Linked DNA regions of Mus musculus: region 1 is linked to region 2. Evidence: chromatin contacts called from public promoter capture Hi-C data. All regions are on one chromosome and are shown on one strand. The core of a region is the stretch at or near the end of the contact, and the rest is flanking DNA. Distances in the headings are between cores, read along the strand shown. Region 1 holds the start of Aldh9a1 (aldehyde dehydrogenase 9, subfamily A1). Region 2 has its middle 36 kb from the start of Gm33404.

Region 1 (4,636 bases), core at 1,633-4,132, 530 kb before region 2:
CAAAGCAGGCCAAGGGGAACTGTCCATGGGGCACGCGGTGGAAGCTTATTTCACGTTCCAAGGTGGGCACGTGGGTGGGAACGTTTCTCCCTTGCACAGAAACGCCACAACCCAAAGCTGCATCCAAGTCTACCTGCAGCTCCCCTCAGAGCAGTGCGAGCAGCGCTTCCTCCAAAGGAACCCAGCAATCGATCGATTGATACACACCTTGATGATCCGGGCAGCCTCTAGGAGGACTTGGCAGCGCTCCAGGCCACTTTTCTTACTCCAGAGTTTAAAGGCAGCCTTTGCATTCTCAACGGCCAAGTTTACTTCCTTTTCTCCTGAACACGCGAAAGTGGCAATCACTCGGCCTAGAAAGAAGCGGAGAGCCGATTTCATCTCAAGCAGTTGCAATGCATCTGAGAGGTTTCTATCAGCATCCTCTGGAGGATGGATCCCTCCCAGGGTCTCATTTAGTACTTAGCTTTTTTTGTATTGGGAATCCCTTTAAACTCCAACGAGGGTTGCAGATCTAGCTCCATAAAAACAAGAATTTAACCACATTACAAAACTGCTGAAACTATTCGGTGTCTAAAACTCACCATAGCCTGAGACTAAGAGGCCATGCCCTCCTCTATTTGATAGCTACGTTTACTAAACATTACAGTTGGAGGGATGGCTCAGCGGTTAAGAACACCAACTGCTCTTCCAAAGGTCCTGAGTTCAAATGCCACCGACCACATGGTGGCTCACAACATCCATAATGAAATCTGACTCCCTCTTTTTGGAGTATCTGAGGACAGCTATAATGTACTTACATATAATAAATAAATACCTCTTTAAAAAAAAAGTTTACTAACATTGACCTTCTAGAAGTCATTTTGTGATGGTTCTTAATACTGACTCAGAATCTTGACAGTCTTGCAAAATCCAAGTTGAAAGTCATCAGTCTATTACTGTAAACTGTCCCTTATCTGTGTTCTAATCAGGGACTATCAGACTACTACTTGGTGAATAAGGTTAATAAGAAACTTTAGTCGCTAAAGGCCAGTCTTTTCTTAAAGTCTCAATCTCCTATCCCCATCATAACAGAAAGATTAGTGTTGGGGCTAGAGAGATGGCTCAGGGTTAAGGGCACTGACTGCTCTTCCAGAGGTCCTGAGTTCAATTCCCAGCAACCACATGGTGGCTCACAACCATCTGTAATGGGATCCGATGCCCTCTTCTGGGGTGTCTGAAGACAGCAACAGTGTACACATATAAATAAAATAAAATGGTCTTTCAAAGATAAAAAAAAAAAAAAAAAGATTAGTGTTTTTTTTTTCTTTTTAAGCCCGTATCTGAAGGATCATAACCCAACTAACTCGACCAACAAAAGGTTTTCAGCAGTTTCTTTTCACAAGGAATTTCTGAGATTTCATAAACCTATTTCTTGGACAAACCAGAATGGCTGAAGATCGCCTGCGAGTAAAGGCAATGGCCAGAGCTCACCTGCGGGCAATGCTGCTTCTGTGCCTCTAAAGGGAGGCAGGCTGAGAAACTCTTCCCAGCTATCATGGCCTCTCCCATCAGTTCAGGTTCTGGCAAATCCCTGCCTCGTGGAGGTCAGTGTACTTTTACTTCTCTCACTAAACAAGCCCTTCTGGCTTACAGAACACATTTTTTTTCCCTGCTCTGAATATTCAATAAGAATAATCAAAACAAACACAAAAGTCAACCCAAAGTCCAAGAAACAAAGAACTCGCTTCCTCCTTAGTTTGTGCTAAGGGTTTGCTCCAAAGCATTAAGTGCTTGCAAGGATGAACTGTAGAAATCTAATGAACATCGTGATTACAGCTAATAATACCGTAAAATACATATTCACTTAAAATCTGCCAAGTGTGCAGAGCATGAAAGTTCTCACTACTCATAGGTGGAAACTACGTGGAGATAACGGATAAGTTCATTAATTAACAGTGGTAAGCACTACACGTGATTACACATGTTCAATGTTTTTTTTTCTCTCTCTCTCTTGTTAACCTGGAGAGCTAGCAGGCACTAAAGCTAAACAGATGTTGTCGGCTGCTGTTTTTTTTTTTCTCTCCTTTCCCAACTCTCATCGAAGTTCAGAAATATCCCAGCACTAGAAGGGGGAAGGTCATGTGGATCATGCATAACAGAAATCACCTGTGAGTCAACATCCCAGTAGCAGACTCTCCTGCAGGCCCAGCTCTCAAAACTCAAAAGACCCACAGGTTCTACGCCAGACTCTCCTGCTCCAGCCATGTAGTTACTCCCGGCCCCCCAGCGCACCCCACCGCACCCATAGCGCCCCCTCTTTTCCAGGAGCCTCCCCAACATTCTGTGCTCCGTGCTGCGACCACGCAAGTTCAGCAACCCTTGGCGGAGAGCTCGGAAGGACTCGGGGCAGCAGACTCAGTGCACAGGGCCGGGGAAGACCCACCCCATCCGCGTGCCGCCCCGCGCCAGGTTACCGGTGGCTGGCTCGAACGCTTTCTCCGTGCCGGAAGCATCCACCGGCTCCACACGGGCCCCGCCGCGGTAGTTGAGCGGCTGCGACACGACGAAGGTGCCAGTACTCATGGCGGCGACTGCTGCAGCCCGGTGAATGCGGAGGAGCGAGGTCAGCACAGAACCGACTGCACCGAGGATCATCTGCTACGCGTGCAAAGCGTCCGGAAGCCCCAGCAGATTACTACTGGAGGGGGAGATAGCGCGGTAACGAGGAGGGAGTGGCGAGGGGCGGAATCTCTGGGGCGTGGCCCATGGAAAGAGGCGACCCTGGCTGGGCAGGGGTGGACCACTAGGGAACAGGACCTCGGGGAGGTGTGGACCGTGAGTGTGAAGACCCGGGGCCCTCAAGGAGAGCCCAGTAGAGCCCACTGGGAGGAAGGGACAGTGGGAGGGGCGTGGCCTCGTGCCACGAGGGGGTGTGGCGTGAGAGGACGGCCAATGAGAGCCTAGAGTGAGTAGCTTGGGCCTAGTCAGCATAATTAAGGGCCTGGTGAGAGCTTCTGGGGCTGGAACTGGAAGACCTTTGGCCTAGATAATTACGTGGAACACCACACCACCCAAGTCCTCCGGTCCAGATCCCGAAGGAGTTCCTGGAAGGATAATGAGACCCCTTCTACTGGGCCTGCAAGCTTTTGCAACATTCTCCTTACTGTATTTCTTTGATTTCTTTTTGTGCTTTGTAGAAGCACAGTATTAGGGAATGTGTTCTTCTTTTTTTCTTTTTTTTTATTAGATATTTTCTTTATATACATTTCAAATGCTATCCCGAAAGTTCCCTATACCCTTCCCCTGCTCTGCTCCCCTACCCACCCACTCCCTCTTCTTGGCCCTGACATTCCCCTGTACTGGGGCATATAAAGTTTGCAATATACCAAGGGACCTCTCTTCCCAATGATGGCCGACTAGGCCATCTTCTGATACATATGCAGCTAGAGATACGAGCTCTAGGGGCACTGGTTAGTTCGTATTGTTGTTCCACCTATAGGGTTGCAGACTCCTTCAGCTCCTTGGGTGCTTTCTCTAGCTTCTCCATTGGGGGCTCTGTGTTCCATCTTTTAAAAGACTGTGAGCATCCACTTCTGTATTTGCCAGGCACTGGCATAGCCTCATACAAGACAACTATAACAGGGTCCCTTCAGCAAAATCTTTCTGGCATATACAATAGTGTCTGGGTTTGGTGGCTGAGTGTGGGATGGATCCCCGGGTGGGGTAGTCTCTAGATAGTCCATCCTTTCGTCTTAGCTCAAAAATATGGAACGCTTCACGAATTTGCGTGTCATCCTTGCGCAGGGGCCATGCTAATCTTCTCTGTATCGTTCCAATTTTAGTATATGTGCTGCCGAAGCGAGCATGGAATGTGTTCTTCTAATTTAGTAAAAATTTTGGTCAATTTTCTCAGCTCTCTGTACGAATTAATCTTTTCAGTGCCTCTGAGATGTGTAGGTTTGGGTCCTCAAATGGAAACAGCAGTACCCAATTAAGAACACCTAGGCCCGAACTCAAAGGACTGCTTTTGTTGGGGTTGGTCAGAAACATCTGGAAACATCTGGCCTGGGTCAAGATCATTGACAGGTACAGAGATAACAGCTGGTCGTTTTGTGGCCAGTTGTGTTTAAAGTATTCTGCCCAGCCATCCCATGTTGATTTGTTACATTTAGATCGTCTGATGTATGTTCCAGAAATGTGACCATGGCATCTGTTGATCTAATCGTGGCAATAAAAGTAGAGTGTGACCCAAACCCAATGAAAGTCAACAGCAAAATTTGCTCTTACTCTATCAAGTCAGAATGTTGGTATGAAAATTCATTCTTATTTTGGCACCTCCTTTTTTTTAAAGTCAAGAAAAGGAGAGAATTTTGAAACTCCCTGTGTATCGGGGGAAGGGGGAAGGAGAGTGTGCCGCTGATCTAAAGTTTAAAGGAGGACTGGTGAGATGGCCCAGCTGGAAGAGCTCTGACTGCTCTTCCGAAGGCCCTGAATTCAAATCCCAGCAACCACATGGTGGCTCACAACCACCGTTAGTGAGATCTGACGCCCTCTTCTGGTGCGTCTGAAGACATCTACAGTGAACTTATTTATAATAATAAATCAATCTTTGGACTGGAGCAAGCAGAGGTCCTAAATTCAATCCCCAACAACC
Region 2 (4,065 bases), core at 571-3,070:
ATTGAGAGGCATTTTTAAGTGTCTGCATGATAGCCCAGAGAGGGGCTGGGTTCCCATTTACTTCTACCATTGCCGTGTCTGCTTCTTTGTCCCCAGCACTACTCAAAGGTTAAGCCCTCAGCAAATGAACCATTGCTCTTCCTGGACTTCAGCCATGTGATTAGGGGACAGGTATTGGGCTGGGTGAGGGATCCTACTTATCATACACCCCCTCCATCCTTTGGCTACCTTGCTGAGAGAGGCTGAAGCATAACTCATCAGAAGTTCCTTGGAGAGAACCCAGGTGAGGTGGGTAATCCTGGAGCTACCATGTCAGCCTGGGCTCCCAGAACAGCCAGCCTGAGAACTTCAAGCAGAGAGAAATGGAGAGGAGAGAAGGATGAGAGAGCCAGGGACTGGAAGAGAGGGGACACAGAGGAGAGGATTGAGCCCAACAGCTGTTACTCCACTGAGTAAGGCTCCTGGAACTCACCTCACTCTACGCCTTCCTGGAATCTGTCACATCAGCTGACATCTCCTTTACGTCTCTCATGCTCACGTGACATGACCGTCTTTTTTTAATTTACAAATTATTACGCTTTCCCTAGCATAACTTCAGGAATGGGAGTTTAATATTCAAGGTTTTTAGAGCAGATGGTTGATAAACATTGTCAAAGCGAACTGACCTAAGAGAACTTCCCCAGGAGAGAATCAGACAGTATCCAGTCCGGGCTTCAGAAGCCGGCTGACAGAGGGTTGAATTGTGAATTCTAAGATATTTGACAATTGACTTCATATATATGATATTTTCTTCACTTTCATATTCATTAACACTATAACCTCTAGCATTTGTTGAAGCTCCTGTGTGAGGCATATGGTAACCCGTGGTTTGCAGTTCTGGGTAAATTAATCCCAAGGGCATTCTTTCTCATGGCCTTGTTATGATCTGTAAAGCGAGAATGGACTGAAATAGCCAACAGGAAGCATCAAGCTGAGACAATGTTTTTCTCCTCCTTTTTCCTTCGGGGTATAATCTTAACCCTTCCTGTGCGGCCAGAATACAGAAGCCCCTTGACTTTTGCACAGACAAATCTGTTTCCTGTTTGTCACTCTAACTTGCTATCCGTCATCTCCTGGCCTTTGTACAGCAGTTGGTGTGAGATCAGAAATGACGCAAGCCACACAAGACTGGAGCCCAGCAGATGCAAGTAATATGCCGTGCTCTGAGGAAGAATAAAAGTCACAAAGACGCCAACTTTCTTTAGTTTGTAAATTTAATCCAGTTGTCCACAAACCAAGAAAGCTGGTTCTGAAGTTCACACGGAAACTTAGACAAACTGGAGCGACCAAGGGCGTTTCTGAGGACAAACATTAGTGAGGGCAAATTAGCCTCTTCTCAAGAGCAATGGCGTTCTACAACTTCAGTAATGAAAACAGTGGGATGTGGGTATCTGAGTGGACAAACAGACCATAAAACAGACTAGAAAAGCTAGAAAAAGGTCCAGCTAAGGAAATGATTTTGTAGATTTAGTAGTGAAGGGTGTGTGTGTGTCAAAATCCACATTAAACAGCACACCATTGGCAAGGTTCTGGACACAGGAAGAAGTGCCACAAATCACAGACTGGAATTCTATAAGGGGAGAGCTGCTCATAGTGAGGAAAACTACATATGCACCAGACCTTCCTCTAGAATCTTGTCTGTAGATTAAAATGTACATATGTAAAAATGTTAGGTGTGCAAAAGTTATTTTAGCCAATATATAGTAAGAAGTACAAGTGTCTGGCAATGGGAGCCTGGATAAACTGTGGTCTAACTGCACATTCGAATGCTAATCAGTTTCAACACCACACAGGAAGTGGCAGGGAGGCATCGAGGCAGTGAGGCAGCCGTTACTGAGCTCAGTGGGTGAAGAAAGCTTACAGCAAAAGCCTAAAGACCTGAGTCCAATCTCCAGAATCCATGTGAAAAAGCCAGGCATGGGGCGCATGCGTATTACCCAAGCATGGAGAAGCAGAGACAGGAAGATCCCTGAGGTTGGCTTAGCAGCCAGCCTAGCCACTCTGGAAGAGTTCTAGGTCAGTAAGAGACCCTTCAAACAAAGAAAGAAACAAAGTGAACAAAGCTTCCTGTGGAATGGACTAAGGTCCTCCTCTAGCCTTCACATGCACAGGTACACACAAGCACACATGCATACCATACACATGCACATACATGTAATCATATGAACAGGTATACACACACATAGAGACACACACAGGAGGACACACCACACACACACACACACACACACACACACACACACATACACACACACACACACACACACACACACACACACACACATCTGCCAGGTATGGTAGTGCATGCCTCTAGTCCCACACTAGGAGCAGGGAAGCAGGAGGATCAAGGTCAGAGTGTCAGCTAGTTTGGGCAAAGCCAGCCTGGGCAAATATCTCAGAAACAAAAATCAAATAAGCAAACAAATGAAAATAGGTGGCAAGATTGAATACTGTGTAATCCATCTGAATAGCAGAGGGAAGTGTTGAATGTGTTCGTAGTTGCTGCTATCTGTGTAAAGAAACACTGCAGAATTACGCAAGACAGGTGCCCTGTGAGGAAAGGGGGAGTCTATTAGGTGGTGATGAAAGATATGCTTCTCAAATGTCAGTTTTGTCATTTTTTTCTTGGATATTTTGTTTATTGACATTTCATATATTTTTCCCTTTCCAGGTCTCCCCTTCGGAAACCCCCATCCCATCTCCCATACGGGTGCTCTTCCACCCACCCACTCCCATCCTCTTGCCCTGGCATCTAACACCCTTAGGCCCAAGAGTCTCTCCTCCCACTGATGTCCAACAAGGCCATCTTCTGCCACATATGTGACCAACCCCATGGGTCCCTCCATGTGTATTCTTTGGTTGGTGGTCTAGTCCCTAGGAGCTCCAGGGGGTCCAGCATGTTCATACTGTTGCTCTCTCCATAGGGCTGCAATCCACCTCAGCTTCTAAAGTCCCTTCTCCAACTCCTCCATTGGGGACCCCTGAGCTCAGTCCAATGGTTGGCTGCGAGCTTCCTCCTCTATTTGTCAGGCTCTGGCAGAGCCTCTCAGAAGACAACCACATCAGGTTTCTATCAGTAAGCACTTCCCGGCATCCACAATAGCATCCGGGTTTGGTGGTTGTATATGGGATGGATCCCCAGGTGGGGCAGTCTCTGGATGGCCTTCTCTTCAGTTTCTGCTCCACACTTTGACTCCATATTTCCTCCTATGAGTATTTTGTTCACCCTTCTAAAAAGCATGGAAGCATCCACACTTTGGTCTTCCTTCTTTTTAGGCTTCATATGACCTGTGAATTGAATCTTGGGTATTCCAAACTTTTGGGCAAATATCCACTTATCAGTGCATACATACTGTATTTGTTCCTTTGTGACTGAGACACCTCACTCAGGATGATATTCTCAAGTTCTAGCCATTTGCCTAAGTTATTTCATGAACTCATTGTTTTTAATATCTGAGTAGTACTCCATTGTGTTAATGTACCACATTTCTGTATCCACTCTTCTGTTGAGAGACATCTGGGTTCTTTCCAGCTTCTGGCTATTATAAATATGGCTGCTATGAACATAGTGGAGCATGTGTCCTTATTACACATTAGAGCATCTTCTGGGTGGTATAGGAGTGGTATAGCTGGGTCCTCCGGTAGTACTATGTACAATGTTCTGAGGAACCGCCAGACTGATTTCCAGAGTGGTTGTACAAGCTTGCAATCCCACCAGCAATGGAGGAGTGATCCTCTTTCTCCACATCCTTGCCAGCATCTGCTGTTCTTTCTCCACATCCTTGCCAGCATCTGCTGTCACCTGAATTTTTGATCTTAGCCATTCTGACTGGTATGAGGTGGAATCTCAGGGTTGTTTTGATTTGCATTTCCCCGATGACTAAGGATATAGAATATTTCTTTAGGTGCTTTTCAGCCATTCAGTATTCCTTAGTTGAGAATTCTTTGATTAGCTCTGTACCCCATTTTTAACATGGTTATTTGGTTTTCTGAAGTCTAACTTCTTGAGTTCTTTGTATATATTGG

Evidence for each region. Promoter capture Hi-C pulls out the DNA fragments that hold promoters and counts their contacts.
Region 1: a contact with region 2 is called in a promoter capture Hi-C map of pre-B cells, with 3 times the contacts expected there. The contact joins the promoter of Aldh9a1 here to the enhancer-like site in region 2. A contact is called at or near these places in 7 of 39 promoter capture datasets (the 3T3-L1 cell line, the C10 cell line, the HPC-7 cell line and 2 more) and 4 of 115 datasets of contacts at active chromatin or transcription factors (bone marrow-derived macrophages, embryonic basal ganglia and large pre-B cells).

The regions. Positions count from the first base shown.
Region 1 is chr1:167,348,237-167,352,872 of GRCm38.p6, reverse strand. It overlaps Aldh9a1 (aldehyde dehydrogenase 9, subfamily A1), which reads right to left and starts at 2,882. Exons shown (of 11, transcript NM_019993.4): 1 at 2,457-2,882; 2 at 208-353. The coding sequence starts at 2,637. It overlaps Gm24182 (a small nuclear RNA gene), which reads right to left and starts at 3,848; the gene lies at 3,742-3,848.
Region 2 is chr1:166,816,641-166,820,705 of GRCm38.p6, reverse strand. No RefSeq gene overlaps it. Among named protein-coding and RNA genes, the nearest start is that of Gm33404, 36 kb to the left of the region's middle. Within about 2 kb of position 1,820, at least 59 of the 459 cell types and tissues checked have an H3K27ac peak or open chromatin away from gene starts, as enhancers often do. A contact at or near this core is called in the HPC-7 cell line, bone marrow-derived macrophages and pre-B cells, where this site is marked.